Regions from separate parts of the Mus musculus genome. Here region 2 is linked to region 1. The links are chromatin contacts, called in public promoter capture Hi-C maps. All regions are on one chromosome and are shown on one strand. The core of a region is the stretch at or near the end of the contact, and the rest is flanking DNA. Distances in the headings are between cores, read along the strand shown.

Region 1 (3,304 bases), core at 49-2,548:
AATAGTTCCATATGTCATTTTTCTTTCTATTCGAATTTATATTCTGAGGTTTAGAAATTGTCCAAACTCATCTAAATTATAAGACAAATTCGGACGCAACTGTTATTTTACACGGGGTTAAAATGAAATTGTAAAGTAGACTGACTTTTCTTTAAGTACATTTTAGAGTAAGTGCGGGAGTCCTAAAGGCTTTCCAAAACCACTCTCCCCTCTCTCACTCCCACCCTCCTCCCCGCATGCAATCAGGAGGATTCCTGGAACTTGCTAAAGGCAGTTAGTGACAAAAGCTAGATTTCCGTCAGCGGCTTTAATTAAAGTTAGCTTTTAGCCTGTGCCCTCGTCATGTGCCAAAGATTTAGATCGGGATTAGCAAACGCTAATCCACGTGTAAAAGCTCTGTAGGCTCCATACGGTACCCCCCCCTCCCCCCGTTAGCCCGCCCTCTTTAAATGTACGTATCGACTCCTCTGGGTTATCCTTAATTAATTTCAAGAGCTGTGAACAAATTCCCATCGTTGGTGTCTTCTTTCATCAGCCTAACTTTTAAGCAGGTAACCCCCAAAGTCTGGCCTCGCACAGCAAGCCCTGGATAGCCCCTGGTCTCACTTCTACTCTCTCTACTTTCTGAGTTTAGTTCTCACATTAAAAACTTAATTAGCTTGAAGCAGTGTTAAAACGTCCCCCGCCCCCCAAAGTAACTGCTAATTTTAGGGCTCTCTAAGATGATTTTGAAGCCAGGGCTGGATCTGATGAGACCAGAGAAGATAAGAACAGTCTCCAAATGTGGGTGGTAGTTGGGGGGTGGGGGTTGTCGCCATAGGATGCCTCCGGGGGCGCTGACAAGCCTCAGAAGTGGGAACTGGGTTTCCCTGAACAGGGCCTGGGCTGGTGAGCAAGGCAGGGGGATGGGCAGGGGCCATCAGGGGAGAAGTCTCCGGCCTTTCCACATCTCTCAACACCATCCCTCCACCCCAACCCCCTCCTCCGTGCAGAATCTTCAACTGGCCCGCAGGAGGGAGAAGGGCCCCGGGGGGCTGGCCGCGGCCAGGAGGATTGGCCTTTGTGGCCCGGTGGCCGGCCGTGGCGCGCAGGCCGAGGGGCGGGGGCTTGACCCCCAGGTGCATTGTCCAGCGGGGCCCTCCCCCTGTCCCCGGGGTCGCCCAGGCGATCTCAGCGTGTCCCTCCGCCAGCAGCGCCGACCTCGCCGTGCGGGGCCCAGGGGCCAGATGTAGAAAGTAGTCCCCGGCCGGCCAGGCTGTCCACTGCGCCGCCCTCTACAGCCTCCCTCCGCCCCCGGCTGGACGCGGCGCGCGTGGTCCCCGCGGCCTGGCGCACTCGCGGGGCTCCGTGCGCCTGCAAGCGGCGCGTCGCCTTCCCACGCCGGAGCAGCGGGTTGCAGCAGGAGCTGCGGGTCCAGGAGAGCAGCGGGAGCAGCGGGCGCGGGCGAACAGCCCGGGAGCATGCCCGCGCAGCCCCGCTGAATGGCGCCTCCCGTGCGCCCGGGGATGCTGCCCCTGCTGCTGTTGCTGCTACTGCCGCCGCTCGGCTCGGTTCCAGGTGGGCGCGCTTCCCATGCGAGTGTGCGCGACCGTGCGCGGGGAGGGGGACGGGCAGGGATGCCCCGGGTGGTGGGGCTGGCCAGGGTTCTCTCCGGATGCGCTCTCGGAGCGCTCCGAGGCCGAGGCCGAGTCTCCCTGGATCCGCTGACCACTAGCCCAGTTCATGCCATTGTCCGAGCTGCGGCCAGCTGGGGGCTCCGCGCTGCCTCCCCGGCCGCGGCCGCACGTGGTTTTATTTATATTGTTTCCTGAGTGGCAGCCTCTCCACGCAGGGGGGCGCCGCGGTTGCGCGCCGTTTCCAGGGTTTGCAGTGGGGTTCCTCCAGGTCTCGGTGGCCAAGCGGGGCGCCCCACGTTTTCGAAGCTCCAAACTGAGCAAGAAGATGGGAGGATGAAATTGCAAAGAGAAAGTTGTATGGCCCATTTATGCCCCAAGAGAGGCAAGGAGAAAGGTGTCTGAATAGAACTTACTTTCTGTATGTAGGTCTTTGGGTTCCCAGCTAGAGGTCCCTGAAATCTCTAGATTAACCTTGCACAAACTTGCATAAATTTATTTATTTCCCTTTCTGCAGTCTTGGTTTCTTCAAGGACAGGAAAATGTAAAGTGAATATTAGGGAAAGGAGGGTCTTTGACGAGAGGGGCTTGAGTTATTCATTTATAAGTTACCCTCACTGGTCTCTTCCTCCTTCTCCTTCTCCCCTTCTTTCCCCTCCTCCTTCTCTTCTTTTCTTTCTTTTTTTTTTCTTTCGTATCTTTTTTTTCCCCCCCTGGAGGAGTTAGTTTCAGTTAGCAAGAGAAAGGATCAAAGTGGGATGCGGCTCAGAAACACAATGGGCGTCTTCCGGAGTGGTGCACGCTGCAGGGCTGTTGGGGTAGCTGCCCAAGGCAGACCTTAGGGGAAGTCTGGAGCCCCAGACTCTGAGGTTTTCAGGATCTATCTTGATCAGAAACAGATAAATCATTACTGAGTATTTGTAACCAGGGCCTCGAACTGACCAGAAGAAATGTTTAAAAAAAAAAAAAAAAAAAAAAAAAACAACTCCCACCAAGACCCCCACTTTTTTTGTTGGCTCAAATCAACAAGCTTTTGCTCTGATGGCAGGAGTGCTTTATTCTGGGGGACCTGGGGCTTGTGTATGCTTGGATAAAGCATTTCCTCTGCTCTGATAAAAATGTGTATTGGTTGATTAAGCAATCTCCTATCCTTCTTAGACAGTAAGGACCAATTAGTCACGCATTTTTTTTCCAACAGTTGGTAGCACTAAAAAAGTGAAATAAAGGTTTCCTAACCCGATCACCCACTGAGTACAAGCGGCAAGTTACCAACTTTTCAAAGTCTATTGTGTGCCCTTTAAATACCTAGCTGGCTTGGCAGAAATGAAGTAAATGGATTTCTTTTAAGGAGTGGAGACAGCATCCCTGCTGTAAAAGGGCAGATAGGAAAAAAAAAATGCAAACTTGTAATTTGTCACAAAAGATAAACGTACTTCCCAAAGGAGTAGGTGCCGGGTTTCCCAAAAACACTTCAGGGGACAAGGAAATAAACTTGCTTGTTCACAGAGTTGGAGTTTTGCTAATGATTTCTTGTAAAATTAGACTTTTATGACTTAACCCTGTTCAAGATCTTTTTGACAAGCTTGTAAAGTAGCAAACAGCCTGTGCTAGTAGGTTCTGATGATTTTGGGTCTCTGGCGAGAAACCTGAGAACCAAATTTTTAGGCTGCATAGAGGGTATTAGAATCTTC
Region 2 (3,486 bases), core at 713-3,212, 120 kb after region 1:
GTATAGCCCAGGATGGCCTAGAACTCACGATATAGACCAGGCTGGCCCTGAATTCACAAAGATCTGCCTACTGACTGCTAGCATTAAAGATGTGGGCTACCATGCCCAGTTATTTTTATTTTATGTGTGTCTGTTTGCATGTATGTATGTATACCATGCCTGCGCCTAGTATCTGAAGAGGCCAGCAAAGAACATGGGATCCTGGAATTGGAGTCATGGGTGACTGGGAGCCAATATGTCAGTTCTGGGAACCAGTCACTTGTGTATCTGAAAGAGCAGCTCCTAACCAGTGATTCACCTCTCCAGCCCCTCTCCCTCTGCCTTGTCTTTTGACAAGGTCTCTCAGTGAACCTTGTTATTGTTTGGGTAGACTGGCTAGTCAATAAACTCCATGGGCCCCTTTCTCTCCAACTGCCCAATCCTGGGTTTATAGACACAAATTGGTGCTCAGCTTTTATGTGAATGCTGAGAAAACTAACTCACACTTCTCTTGTTCCTCTCCCCCTCCCACTCCTTCTCCCTGAGACAAGGTTTCTGTATGTAGCTTTGGCTGACCTCGAACACACAAATATCCATCTGCCTCTGTCTCCAGAGTGCTAGGATTAGTGGTGTGCCATATGCTATCACCAGCCAGGACCTGGATATTCTTTTCCTAAAGCAGATTGCACTAATGTAGGGTTTTCCCTTGGCCATTGCCTGAGTACTTGAATGAATTGTGTAAGTCCTGTGTATAGGAAGATGAGAATCCCGTTTTGATTAGTTTATAGGTCCTCCTGTCCTTAAGAGCACTTGTCAGACATACTTGTCTAAAGTTGGATATAGAAACAAACGGTGTGATAGATACCTGGTGGAAGATTGGAGGCTGCACCTAATTTCTCTTAGTATAACAACGAGAAAACCTAACAACGAACAGGGGAAACTCCTAAACGTTCACAGAATGTCAGAGCTAGAAGACAGAGTTGAAATCAGAAAACGAACCTCAAGAGTGTGTGCCTCGGTTGTCTCGGGTCACACAGCTCAAGGAGAGAATGTGGACCACTACTGGAATCTAATTTACACTCTCCTCAGATTGGGGTGGGAGAATCTCCCTACAAGTTGTCCGTGTGAGGTCACCTTTCCCACTTTTCTTCTGGTGTTAATTGCATGCACTGTGTTGAACAACTCACTCATTGCGCCTCCAAGGAAGGGGGCGTTGCAGAAACACGAGTTCGAGCCACGGGCACGGGAAAAGTGGGGTGTCCACATATCCACCCGGAACTATGCTGCTTTCTCTGACAAAGTTTTTCTGAAATCTGACTGCGAGGCGTGCGGTGGCTGGGATGAAGTTCGGAGCTGCTGTTTCCTCGGGGAGGCTGGGGCTGGGCGTGCAGAGGGGCGTGGAGCCCGGGGTCCTGGGGCCTGGAGGGCAGAGAGCAGCCCAGGGCTCAGAGGAGCTGGACTCAGATTTGGAGGGTTTGGGGTCTTGGAGGGTGGCGGGGAGCGCGGAGCAGGACATTGCGCCCTTGCGCCCTGCACAGGTTGCGCAGAGCCAGCTAGTCTTGGGCCTCGGAGGGCAGCGGGAAGCGCGGGGCCCGAGCTGCGGGGCGCGGGCGGGAGACGCAGGGCCGGGGGTACTGGGCCTTGGAGGGCGCGAGGTGAGTGCAGGGCCTGGCGCACACGGCCCCGGAGCGCAGCGGAGCCTTCCAGCGAGGCCGCGGCCCCGAAACCCTGTGCGGGTGCGGGTGAGGGTGCGGGGCTCCGCGCGCCCTGGGTCCCCGCCCCCGAAGCCCGGCCCCGTGCTGGGCTGTGGAGCACAGGCAGGGCGGGGAGGCCTCGGGGCCGCGCCACGTCCCCCGAGCGGCCGCTGCAGGCCGGGGGCTTTTGTGTCCGCGGAGGCCGCGTCTCCCCCGCGCGCGGGCGGAGCGCAGCGCAGCGCGGCCCAGGGCGCGCGTCTCCTCCCGGCCGGGCGCGGGCGCCGCCCCCAGGCCGCGGCCCTGAGCCCGGCGGAGCCCGGCGGAGCCCGGCTAAGCCCCGCGAGCGCACGGAGCCCCGAGGCCTCGGCTGCCTCCCAAACTTTTCAAAGTCGGCCCGCGGCTCGGCCGGCCTGGGCTCCGAGCTCGGCCGGGAGGACTCCAGGGACCGAGAGGAGGACCCGGAGGATCAGGAGGAGGACCCAGAGGAGGAGGGGCCGCCGCATCAAAGACACCGGCTTCCCGCGGCCCGGGGGCGAGCCATGCGCGGCGGTCGGTAATGTCAGCGGAACAGGACAAGGAGCCCATCGCGCTGAAGAGAGTTAGAGGTAACGGAGCTGGGTTGGGAGGACTGAGGGAGCTCGGGCCCGTGAGGAAGCCACCGGGGCGACCCGGGCCTAAGTGCGCGGCTCCAGGCGCCCGGGGTCCCCACTTTGTGTGCAGACGTGCAGCGCTCAGCATCCCTTCCTACCCGGCTCCTCTCCTGCTCCCCACCACACAGCACAATAGACACCTCGGGGTGAAAAAGAGACACCCGCGAACAATACCCACCCCCCCAGAAAACTAAGTTGCACTGCCAGAGAGTTGAGGCGCTTGGCGGAATCACCTCCCTCCAAAAGGCAAACACATATTCAGTATATTTTCTTTTAGTTGAGAGAGAGGAACTAGATACATTCAGAAGGCGTTTTCTTTATTAACCAATAAGATTAAGAATCAAATCATACAAAAACAGCTTCCTGCATCATTGGTTTTCTTCCTTGCCTTACTGTCTCAGAGAAAACAGAGAGAAGGGCGTACTAAACAAAAGGTACTGCATGTAAGTTTAAAACACACACACATACTCACTACCACATACCATCTGGAGATTTGGAGATACCTGCCAGCCCTTATTTCCAGCTCCGGGTGGGTTTCTCAGTCTGGGAGTCTCAAAGTTTGTTCATTGTGCAAATATTTGTTGAACATGTACTAGGTACTAAGTACTGTGCTTGGCATGGGTTAAAACAGTGAATAAAGAATTTAGATGTTCTTTACACAGGAGTGCACCTCTCAGTAAACAATATAGATGGTAAAGTACTGTGCAAAATACCAAAGCAGGGAATGGGGGTAGAAAAGACTTCCAGGGAGCGAAGGCCAGGAGTGTGTAGAAGGTGACCTGGAAGGTGGGCTGAAAGGAAGATGACACAATCCCTGTCTTACCTGGGGAGAAGGCACTCCAGGCAAAGGGAACCAGAGATGCAAAGGCTTTGGGTTTGGTTTGCCTGTGTATCCAAGCCGTGCCAAGGCAGCTATGGTAACTTGTGGCAAGGTGAGCCAGGATGAGCCGGGACAGCCAGGTGTGATGGGCTGAGGGTGGGTGTGTCTTGAGAGTCATTAAGGCTTTGTCTTTTGCTAGGCACGGTGGGCAGGCCTTTAGCTCCAACACTGCTGAGGCAGAGGCAGGTGGATGTCTGTGAATTTGAGGTTAGCATGATCTATACTAGTAAGTTGCAATCCAGCTATTGAGACCCTGTCAAAGAAGAAAAAAAAAAAAAAAGAA

Evidence for each region. Promoter capture Hi-C pulls out the DNA fragments that hold promoters and counts their contacts.
Region 2: a promoter capture Hi-C map of embryonic stem cells shows a contact between it and region 1. The contact joins the promoter of Pygo1 here to the promoter of Prtg in region 1. A contact is called at or near these places in 10 of 39 promoter capture datasets (the 3T3-L1 cell line, cranial neural crest, embryonic stem cells and 5 more), 5 of 115 datasets of contacts at active chromatin or transcription factors (bone marrow-derived macrophages, embryonic stem cells and stem cell-derived neural progenitor cells) and 3 of 9 other capture datasets (adipose tissue, liver and pancreatic islet).

Annotation. Positions count from the first base shown.
Region 1 is chr9:72,805,976-72,809,279 of GRCm38.p6, forward strand. It overlaps Prtg (protogenin), which reads left to right and starts at 1,299. Exons shown (of 20, transcript NM_175485.4): 1 at 1,299-1,557. The coding sequence starts at 1,482.
Region 2 is chr9:72,923,683-72,927,168 of GRCm38.p6, forward strand. It overlaps Pygo1 (pygopus 1), which reads left to right and starts at 1,963. Exons shown (of 3, transcript NM_028116.3): 1 at 1,963-2,278. The coding sequence starts at 2,230.